2 separate regions of the Sus scrofa genome follow, and region 1 is linked to region 2. Evidence: chromatin contacts called from public HiChIP or PLAC-seq data. All regions are on one chromosome and are shown on one strand. The core of a region is the stretch at or near the end of the contact, and the rest is flanking DNA. Distances in the headings are between cores, read along the strand shown. Region 1 holds the start of CSRNP1 (cysteine/serine-rich nuclear protein 1). Region 2 holds the start of GORASP1 (Golgi reassembly-stacking protein 1).

The links. HiChIP or PLAC-seq counts read pairs in DNA pulled down with a chosen protein or histone mark.
Region 1: a contact with region 2 is called in an H3K27ac HiChIP or PLAC-seq map of alveolar macrophages. The contact joins the promoter of CSRNP1 here to the promoter of GORASP1 in region 2. A contact is called at or near these places in 1 of 5 promoter capture datasets (liver), 3 of 47 Hi-C or Micro-C datasets (epiblast stem cells, heart right ventricle and skeletal muscle) and 2 of 2 datasets of contacts at active chromatin or transcription factors (alveolar macrophages and skeletal muscle).

What each region holds. Positions count from the first base shown.
Region 1 is chr13:23,842,968-23,848,418 of Sscrofa11.1, forward strand. It overlaps CSRNP1 (cysteine/serine-rich nuclear protein 1), which reads right to left and starts at 2,231. Exons shown (of 5, transcript XM_003132123.4): 1 at 2,022-2,231. It overlaps LOC106505568 (a long non-coding RNA gene), which reads left to right and starts at 846. Exons shown (of 3, transcript XR_002338214.1): 1 at 846-1,133; 2 at 5,253-5,337.
Region 2 is chr13:23,793,972-23,799,139 of Sscrofa11.1, forward strand. It overlaps GORASP1 (Golgi reassembly-stacking protein 1), which reads right to left and starts at 3,537. Exons shown (of 9, transcript XM_003132121.4): 1 at 3,358-3,537. The coding sequence starts at 3,420. It overlaps TTC21A (tetratricopeptide repeat protein 21A), which reads left to right and starts at 3,547. Exons shown (of 28, transcript XM_021071679.1): 1 at 3,547-3,744; 2 at 4,984-5,113. The coding sequence starts at 3,718.

The sequences.
Region 1 (5,451 bases), core at 981-3,480, 48 kb after region 2:
TGAAAAATCACACTAACTCCTCTTCGACCTCTGCAGTCCCAATGCTCCAGCTCCCAGTCAGAGCTATTATTGGGAAGGGGGCACCTTCATCTGCCTCCAACCTCTTTCAGGAATCTGAAGAATGTGTCCTTTAACCTCAGAGCCCCAGGCCTTGGTCAAGCCAGCTCCCCTCAACACCTGGGGTCACATGACCTTGGACCCTCAGGAACTACTTCCTGGGAGAAAGGGAGGGCACCTCTGAGCAGCTCATGCCCCCAAGGGAATTGGCTAGAAAACACCCAGGACAGCCTAAAGAAAGCAGATAGGAAGCCTTGGCACACCCCTCCCCCACCCAACCCTCAGAAAGTGACGGGGGGAGGGGACAGTTCCTCAGCCTTGGCCTCCAGGGCCTGGCACTGGGGAGGTGCCAAAAGTTTGCTGGCTACATGAGGCAATTGCTCCTGCAGAAGGGAAATTGCACCTGACAGTGAACGCTTCCTCCACCTAAGCGGGGCCCCTTCACTCTCATTCATTTATTCATTCAATCAACAAATATTTATTGAGCGCCTAGGACATGCCAAGCACTGTGTCAGGCACCTGGGCATACACAGAGTAAGACATACACTAGTGCTGCCCCCTTAGAGCTGTGAGTTTAGTGGGGCGGAGTATAATTAGAGTTACAAACTGTGTTGAGTGCTGGAATGGAGAGTGGGAGGGATATTTTTTTTTGAAGTTAAAATTAGGTATTTATTTTGTTCCACTCCACTAAGGCAAGATATCCCTGGTTAGGTGAAGTCAGGTATCTCCAAGGAAAGGAGAGGAAGTAGGAAAAATACCAGAGTGGGGGCTAGAGGAGGGAGAGCTAGGGAGGTGAGGGGAAAGGGGCAGCCTGCGAGGGGGCTTCAGGAGCCTGGGCAGTTACAGCAGGCTTTAGCCTGAGGGCTCAGGAAGCCACTGAAAGGTTTTAAGTAGGGAGTGACATACCAGATTTGCATTTTAAAAAGATGGCTCCCGCTCAGGACTGGAGGGGGTGTGACCAGTTGGACCAGAGCTAGGTGAGAGATGACAGGCCAAAGGCTTAGGAGAAAGGGGGCAGGAACTTGGTGACCTCTGGAGCTGGGGACCAAAGAGGCCAGTGAAGTTGAGGATTTGGGGTAAGTGATGAGTTGCGCTCCAGAGGACTGTGAGGCATCGGAGTGGAGGTGTCGGGTGGGCAGTGGAGCCAGGCAGGGACCCTCTTGTGTCATGAGTGTGGGCTGTGCGTGACTGTGCCAGGGAGTAGGAGTGACTAAGTGTGTGCGACGGCTGCTGTGGTGTGGGCATCTTAACGGGGCCCCCGGGGAGGGTAAACTGAGGACCAGGAGGAAGTACGTGCTGGGGAGGGAGCCGTGAGTGGGAGAAGCCTACGTGTGCCCGCGGGTGGCCAGTGTAGCTGCGCCCGTGACTCACAGCGGTGGCCTCTGCGTGTGACGGTGACTGACAAACAGGTGAGCATACGACATAATCCCTCCCTCCCTCCAGGGGTCCGTGACTCACGGAGCCTCACTCCTCGCTCTTCTCTCCACTCCCTCCCTGACGGGCGCCGGGCACTCGCCGCAGCCCCGGCACCCGCCCCCGGGGGGAGCCCGAGGAGGAAGGCGACAAATGTCACCTGCTCCGGCCACGCGAGGAACTTCTGAAAAGTTCTCAGGCAACTGGGTCAAAAGGGAACTCACCCGGGACGCGCGCCCGCCGCCACCCCGCCACCCGCGCGCTATCCCGGCTCGGCTGCCACTCACCCCAGGCTCGGGGCACAGGGACTTCTTGGGGTCCCAGTGGCGGGGCGGGGGAGGGGAGGGGAGCGGAAAACCTGAGACTGTCGCCTCCCCGGCTCCCGGCCCGGACTTCCTCCGTGGCGCGCGGTCCGGGGCCAGGCTGTCTTCGTCCTGGCGCCCGAGCAAAGGTGGCTGGAGAAAACGGCAGGGGCCGGGGAGCAGCGCCCCCCGCACGGGACGCCCCCTTCCTAAAGTCTGTCCCACCGGTCTGAAGCCCCCGACACTGACCTGAGATCCGGATGCTCGCCAAGGGCAACGCTGAGACCTGCGTCCCGGCTGGGAACGCCCCCTACACGGCGACCCCGCGCTCGCTAGCTCGCTCAGCCGGCAGCGATCTGCCCAGCAGCCCCTCTCTCTCTGTGCGTCCGGCAGCAGCGGCGGCGGCGGGAGACTGGCTGCGCCCGGCCCCGCCCGCAACTCCGCCCTCCTCGTCAGTGGAAAACTCCGGGGCTCACGGCGCTGACGCATGCCGGGCCTCCCGCCCCGCCCCGCCCCGCCCCGCCCCGCCCCGCCCCGGAGGCACCGCCTCCTCCCCCTCCCGAGCCGGCGCAGCAGCCGCAGGCCTCCCTGCGGACTCTGACCTCGCGCCAGCGCCGCTGGCGCTCTCCACCCCCAGCCCCCTCCTTCGCCCCTCCGCCGCAATCCCGCGGGCTCTCCTCCGCACACACTTTTGGAGAATCCCCGAAGCTCCGGGCCGGCAGAGCAGGATCGTAAAGATCCCCACCTCTCTTCACGGCCCCAGTTCACAGATAGGTAGACTGAGGCCCAGAGCAATGCAGAGCGTACCTCAGGCCATCCGTGGGTGGCAGAGCCGAGGCCTCCTATACATCTTACCCCCACCTTGCCCGAGGCAGTTTACTATAATCCAATCAAATATTCCTTCCTCCCTACCCGCCCCCATCCGCCTGGAAAGTAACCTGGAGATGAACCAGAGGAGGGGAGTGGAGGTGGGGACGGGGCGGGGGGGGGGGGAGGGGGGGGAGAAGGTCATCCTTGGGCCTGACCTTCACCTCTGCGCACGGGCGAGAAACCCTGCAGAAGCCCAAAGCTAGGGATTCCTGGAACCAGTTTACCCCCACCCCACCGCCACCCCATCCCTCCCTTAAAAAAAAAAGAAAGAAAAAAAAAAAAAGGAAGAGAGAAGGGTAGTTTCTTCTGAGCCAGACCCTGGCCACTTAAATGGCCCACTGCCTGCTCTGCTCCCGCCAAGGCCTTTCCTGACTAAGGGCCAATTCCTCCAATGTTACTGCGCCTGGGAAAGTGTGTGCATGTCTCCGCGGCGAGTTCTGGCCCAGGAGCCCACCCTCCACCCATCTTCCCAACCCCTGGTCAGATCCGACCCACCACCACCCACCACGTCTCTTGAGCGTTTCCACCCTCACACCTTTGCAGCAGCCTTTCCTCTCACCTCGAATGCCTTCTTGTTCTCTCACTGCTTAGCAAAATCCCAACGCCCTTAAGGTCTCAACTTGCACTGCCTCCTCCAGGGAGACTTCGTGGGCTCCTGACCCTCCCCCTCCCAGTCTGGCTCCCGCTGCATTCTGGGTTCTTCTCTGACTGTCCTAGATGAGTGCTGTCTGTGACTAGTCCAGCCCTCAGGGTTGCTTTCTACCTAACTCCAGGTGAGCAGTGGGGGTGACCTGTTCTGCCTGGTTGGCATCTGGGGTACAGATGATGGAAAGATCTCCCTTAACGGCCACAGGTGTGTCTATAGAGGGGGTCAAGAGGGGGTCTGCCTGCCCTTTCCTTTTCCTAGGAAGAATGTAAGGGGGAAGCTACTGCTCCTGTTCTTCCTGGATGCACTGAATGTATGTACCTGGGGGGGCCTTCTGGGGGAGGTGGCTGGACAGCGGAAGCCAACCTTCCAGTGACTTCCCAGTGCTCTCAGGATGAAGTCTCAACTTCATACCTACAAAGCTGGAATAATCAGGCCCTTGCCTACCTTTGCAACCTCACCTCTCTCTTCAAAATGCCTGTGCATTTCCTTGTGAGTTGTCCCACTCCTTTCCCTGCTCCTTAACGATAATGTCTTTAATGTGTGCACATTTTTTATTTGTACATTGTGCTTGTAATACTGGTACAACCACACTAGTTTTAATTTACACATGAGATATTCAGTTCTATACCTCCTTAAGTTTCTTGCATCCTTACCTCTGTGCTCCAGCCCACGCCCTTGATAACTGTATTCCAGGAGTTCCCATCGTGGCGCAGTGGAAATGAATCCCACTAGGAACCATGAGGTTGCAGGTTTGATCCCTAGCCTCGCTCCGTGGGTAAAGGATCTGGCATTGTTGTGAGCTGTGGTGTAGATCACAGACACGGCTCGGATCTGGCATTGCTGTGTCTCTGGCATAGGCTGGAGGCTACAGCTCTGGTTCGACCCCTAGCCTGGGAACCTCCATGTGCCATGGGTGCAGCCCTAAAAAGACAAAAAGATACACACACACACACACACACACAAACACACACACACACACACACACAAACTGCACTCCAGTCCTGATTGCTGGCAGTCAGTTTTGGGGGTGTGTTCTGCTCATCCTGGTTTAAACTTCCAAAGATGCTAATCTCCAGCCTGTACCTGCCTTGCATCCCACTTCGCTGTATGGTTTCCTAGTGCATTTCTTTGTGAGTTGTCCTTGAGCATTAGGAGGGCAGGGGCTGTGACTGACTGTCCTCTGTGCTCCTTGAGAACGTATTGAATAAATTAGGTCTGCATAGTAAATGTGTGCAAGGATCTGGGACTCAAGAAGAGGGCAGGGCCGGAAGTGGAGATGGAAGGGTCATCAGCGTATACAGCTTCTACACTGAAGCCCTGGGTGTGGCTGACAGCTCAGAAGTCCCTTGCTAGAGGTGACTCAGCCCTTAGGGCTATGTGGTGGGTGGCCACCCACTTGCTCCTACCCCCTTCAAATACTCAGCTGTGATGTCTCCTGTGGCTGCTGGGTTGTAGGGCTTTCTGGTCCCAAGGAATCATTTGTTCCACTGCCTCCGAATTCCTGCCTCTAATCCTCTCGCCAGGTCCCCTGGACAAAGGGGGTCTCTGTGACCTATAATGAAGTTCTAGTTTTCTCTGGTCTGTCTGTTTCTTTGTCTCTCTCTCTCTCCTTAAGTCTTCCATTTGTAAAATGGGAGCACTGGACCAGAGAACTCCACCACCTTCAACATTCCCTGAGTTAGTTTCTAGAAGATGCTGCCCGCTCATCAAGGAACTGGGCAGTGTTGGGCACTAGTGTGAATGAGAGTCTCTCAGGCTGCCTCACTTTGCATCCTGTGGGCTGTGTATGAGGGAAACCAGACAGGACGGAGACCAAGGCAGGGAGTTGGCAGGGACTGGAGTGGGGGCTTAGAATAGGGAGCCCAGTGGTTGATGGAGGTTGGGAGGCAGGAAGAGAAGGAGAGAATTAGGGAAAATATAGAGGAATAAAAAGAATCAAATAAGTGATGTGTTTTCTCTAGAAAAGCATCTCCTGTCTGGGATGGGCTCACCAGATGTTCCCCAGATGTTGCTGGTGATGAGAAACATCTTCCTCTGGGATCCCAAGTAAGCTCTTCCTGTTGGTGGGGAAATTCAGGGTCTGTTCCAAGGAAGGAGGGTGGGGTTTGGAGCAGCATCCATCTGTGACTGTGGGCACATACATAGGCAGAAACACACCCA
Region 2 (5,168 bases), core at 2,287-4,786:
GGTGACAGATCCAAGCTCAGTCCCACAGAAGATGAGAGCTGTTGAGGAGGGGTGGCTGAGGAGAGCGGACCCCAGGACCCAGAATGAGTCTAAGCTAGGGAGTCTGATGGGCAGCAACATGTCACCCCTTCACCATCTAATGTCTCCAAAAGCACAATAAACCAGGCTTGCAGCCATGGTGGCGATCCATCTCAAAGGCCCCATTCACAGGGCTGCTCAAACAATGCAGCCTTTATCCCAGGTCTGGACAGAAGGTGGGCCCCACACCCTCAGGCCTTTGGCTGTTAGAGCTCGATGCCCTCACAAGCCCCAGCACACAAGGCACAGGGCTCATCTGGCCTCAGGTTCTGGGTGCCTCCTTGAAGGGAGGGCCCTGTGGCTTCTGCCACCCATCAGCCCCTTCAGTCCTCAGAGTCTCCTTGAAGGAGAGCTCACCACTGAGGCTTTGGATCAAAGCCAATTTGCCCTTGGAATCAGGACTCCCTCCTGGCCATGGCACCAAGAGACCCCCTCCTTCCACCTCCAGAAGCTGCTCACTGAGGGTGAGGCCAGATACCAATCCCAGCCCTAGTTGGCCTGGCCCAGAGGGCAGCTGCTTGGAGCTTGTCTCCAGCCCTTCAGGGGAAAGCTGGGACCAGGTATCTAGGGAATCAGAGGACAGTTAATGAGGGAGAGGTGGCAGGGAGCGGCTCCTCCCTGTGCTGGGCCACTCCACCTCCATCAATTAAAAACCCTGCTCAGAGACCAGTTGCCTTCTACTCTCAATGTTGAGGCTCAGAGACTCAGGCCCCAGGGCACAGGCCCAGCCCTCTCCCAGCCCACCCAGCACCCCCACCTCCCCGCTCCTGTGGCCTTGTCCTTGGTCTGGCTGTGTTCCATTGCCCTTGCTCTGGGCCTTGATATGGCTCACCATGGCTCCACAGCATAAACCATGCACACCGCTGCCCACTGCACCCACAGTCCCGAAACTAGTGCCGCCCTCTGTCTGGCTCTCCCTGGGGGCTCCTGTCATACCTGACCCCGTAGTCCCATGATGCGTGCGGCTTTCATAATGCTCCCCCCACCCCCACATCTCCCATCAGGGCACCTAATGCGGTTAACAATGATGGCAGCTTCCACCTCCTGAGGGTTGGCTGGGCACCAGGGCACTGCACCACTGGCTTCCCCCATTTAACCCTCTCACCAACCCCAACTGACAGGGGAGGAAAAGCTCTGTTATTCAACAACAGTCTGACCTCAGGAAATCCGACTCACAGCCCGCTCCTGCCCGCTGCCCTGCAACATTTCCTGGTGAATCCTCCACTGCTGTGAGCTTGCTGAAGGCAGCGACTTCGCTGTGCCTGGCACACAGTGGGAACCCCCAAATGCAGAGAAGGCAGCACACTTGCTCTTCGGTTTTCAAAACGTTAAATAGTTAATGTCACACCTCCATTTAAAACCTCCTGATGGCACCACATCTAGAACAAAATCCGAAACCCTCAATACAACATGCAAGGCCCCACACAACCTGGCCTCTCCATTACCACTTTCCTTACACAGGCCACACCATCCAAGCACACCAGCCCCAACTCCTTGCTTCTCCTCAAGCACAAACACAATCCCACCTCAGGGCCCCCCTATGCCCACAATGCTCTCCCCCCAAATATCGGTATTGTCCACACTTCACTTCCTTGCGAGGTGTCTGTTCAAATGTTACTTGATCAGAGGCCTTTCTTGACCCATCTAAAACGGCATCCACTCTTCATTCTGCATCTGCTTATCCTATTTCTTTTTCTCCCTAGCAAGGATCACCACCTACCATATATTTCTATTTCTTGTCTGTGTCCCTCCTCTCCCTGCCAGCATCCAAATGTAAGCTCCATGAGAATAGGGACGAAGTCTGTTTTGTTCATTGCTTTATCTTTGGTGCCTAGAATTCTACCTGCCACAGAGCACGTGCTCAAAAATCACTGTTTTGGCTATAAGGATATATTATACAGCACAGGGAATATAACCAATATTTTATAATAACTATAAATGAAGTATAACTTTTAAAAATTGTGAACCACTATATTGCGCACACATATAATATTGTATATCAACTATACCTCAATTGAAACAATTTTAAATAAAGTTACACGTATGAAACAAAAAAACTTTTGTGAAGGAAGATCTCCAATTCCTCACTCTCTACTCTGTCCCTTTCCAGTAGGCCCTTCCTGTCCTCGCTCTTACCATTGTCCCCTTTCCTTGTCAATATTCTCAATTTGCCTTCCATCAAACCTGTTGGAAGACTCTTCTGGCTGCCGGCATTTCACTATAGACCTTTCCAGGCAGGTGCCTGTCCTGGCTTTCCTTTTAGGAAACCCCTCCTTTAACCCCCGCCCCCTAACCTCATAGTTGTTAACAGAATCTCCCATAACAATAAAGAGACCACTCAACAGCCACTACCAAACTGACAAGCTGGCTTGCTTACCCCCATCTCTGCAGTCATCAACAGCACACAAGGGTGAAGGCAGAGACCCTCCTGCCCTTGTCAACTCTGTTACAACCCCTCCTTCTCCGCTGTACAAAACACCCCAAATCTCCATCTGGCTTCGGGCCCCCCTCCTCACCTTCAGACTCTAAAAACCCAACCCATCTCTACTTTCCCCAGGACTGCTCATCCTGGCCCCTTTGGGGCCACACCGAGGGCACATTCTCAGCCGTGGCCTTACCCCGCTTCTTTGCAAAGTTCCACCTGGGAACCCTACCCCTGCTGCAAACTCTCCCCAAGCCCTCTGCCACATTCTCTTGGCTCTCCCGCTCCCACTTTTCCTGGCTGATTCTCACTGGTCCTCAACCCCCCGTAAGCCCTTCGATCCCACCACAGACGAGATGCGCGCTGGCGTGCTCCCTGGAAGTTGGCGTCCACTAGGTTACCCAGATCCCCTGGTTCCAAGGACGGGGATCGCCGGGGCCTCAGCGTTGCTGGCTCTCTGTCCAGGCCTAGCACAGAGTGAGGTGCACAGCAGGCGATCATAAATGTGACCCAAGTGCACAAATGCGTCCCGTACGGACCTGGTGCACTCACTTTTCACCCGCCAGAAATGCCATTTCGGGGCGGCCTGACCCGACCAGGAAACGCTCCCGCTTCCTGCAGAGTTGGCACTCGGGGCTGGCGCCGAGCGGACCGCGGCCGCAGACCGGCTGGGGCCCAGGAAGGCCGCGGGGTCGCTTCTCGCCGGCGGCTCCCACCGGAAAGGGACACCATCCTCCCCCGGGCAGCCACAATAGAGCCGGGACCCGGTCACTGCAGCCCCCGGGCCGGCGATCGGGCGTCCGGGGGGTAGCTGTAGGCGCTGCTCCAAGTTCACCAGCGCCGCGGGGGCGACTCACCCCGTGCAGGTGGAAGCCCTCAGTGCCGCCCACGGGCTGCTCGGCGCTGGCGCCCAGGCCCATGGTCACAGTTGGCTCCCGCGCGGGTGTCCAGAATCGCGGAGCCCACCCTGGAGGCCGACTTAGGCGTCACTTGCGCGGAGTCGCCCTCTCCGCGCTCGATTAGCAGCGCCTGTCACGTGGGTGAGTGGCCACGCCCACCCGACTCTGACGCCCCTAGCAAGCGGCCGGCAGCTCTGTTTCCAAGGACGCGCGCGCCTCCGACTTCCGGCCCAGAGAGGTGTGTCCTGGACCCTGATTTGAGAATCCAGCTTCGCAAGGCACCCCCAGGCCCGGACTCGGAGCCGTGGGCGCCTGGAGATGAGCAACAATGACTCCTCTCTTATGGTGCGTGGTCCCGGCACTCCCACCCAGGACTCTCCACCCTTGGCCCGGTGATCCCCCGCGCCTTGCATCTCTCCTGTCACTTCTATGACCGCTCTTACCATCCCCCCTACCCATATTTCACTGTCCTCAGCCTCTTCAGGCGGTCATGGTCCCTTCTTGTCTCTTTCCGTGGCGAGCGGATCCTCTCTAGGGTTCTCTGTGTACTTTGAGCCCCTCATTATCATCCCCACCCAGTCCTATCCCCGAGCTCCTCCAAACTAAAGTGTAAAAAGCTATCTCCATCACCTTGCCATTATCTCCCCTCCCCCTGCCTGTGCCTCTTGTGTCCTTCACCCCAGTGGATGTCACCACCATTTGATCCCCCAGCTATTATTCTTCCCCATACTCATCTCCAGATTCTGTGTATGGGCAGGAACTGTCAGCTCCTAACTATCTCCTGAAATCATCCACTTTTTATCTCCTAGCCCAGGATCACCACCATCTCCCCTCCAGGCACCTACGACTGTCCCCTCCCAACTGGTTTCCTTGCTTCAGCTCTCTTCACCAGCAGTACCCTACCACCACTACCACCAACAACAACAGCAACCATCTGAATACTTTCCCTCCACTCCTCTGTGCTTAAAACCATTCCAGCTGCTTCCTCTTACCCTCAGGATGATGTCTGCGCTCTTTCATATGGCCCACAAGGCTGTATACAATCCAACCACATCTATCCCCAACCCCAACCCCCACAAACCTTAGGGGAAGTGAGACTTCACTTTGAAATTTCAGCCCCTATTATTGTGCGACCTTTGTCAAGCCACAGCTTCCCTGGGCTTTGGCTTCCTTAACTGTGAAGGATAGGGAGAGGATAATGCATAAGATAATGGGTAAAGCCCTTGATATACTTCCCAACAGGTGGTTAGCTCACAGTAACTTGTTACTCTATTGGTGTCATGATTCTTATTATCAGTCCTCTCTCTTCCCCCTTATTCCATTCCTAAGGCAAAACCTAAATTGAATTCTCTATCACATTTGAACCAGAATCTGTGGTTAATTCCAAAACAAATATCTCCAAACTTCTTCCCAGGGAAAATATATGGAGCTGTTCCTAGGGCTGAGAAGGAACAGGATAAGGCCTGAATAGTCTTTCTCTTCTCTTTACAGAAATGGAGAGGGAGAAGGGAATAGAGGAGGCAGTGGGTTAGAACAGAGACAGAAAGAACTGGGGCTGTTGCACCTGTGTCTTCCTTCTCATAGGCTGGAATCATTTACTACTGCCAAGAAAGGTATTTCCGCCACATGCAGCAGGCTGCAGCTGTGGGCCTGGAAAAATTCAACAATGATCCCGTGCTGCAGTTCTTTAAAGCCTATGGAGTCCTCATGGAAGGTAAGGACTTGTCAATTCGTCAACTTGTCAACAGCGCACTGGTGCGCTGGCTCCA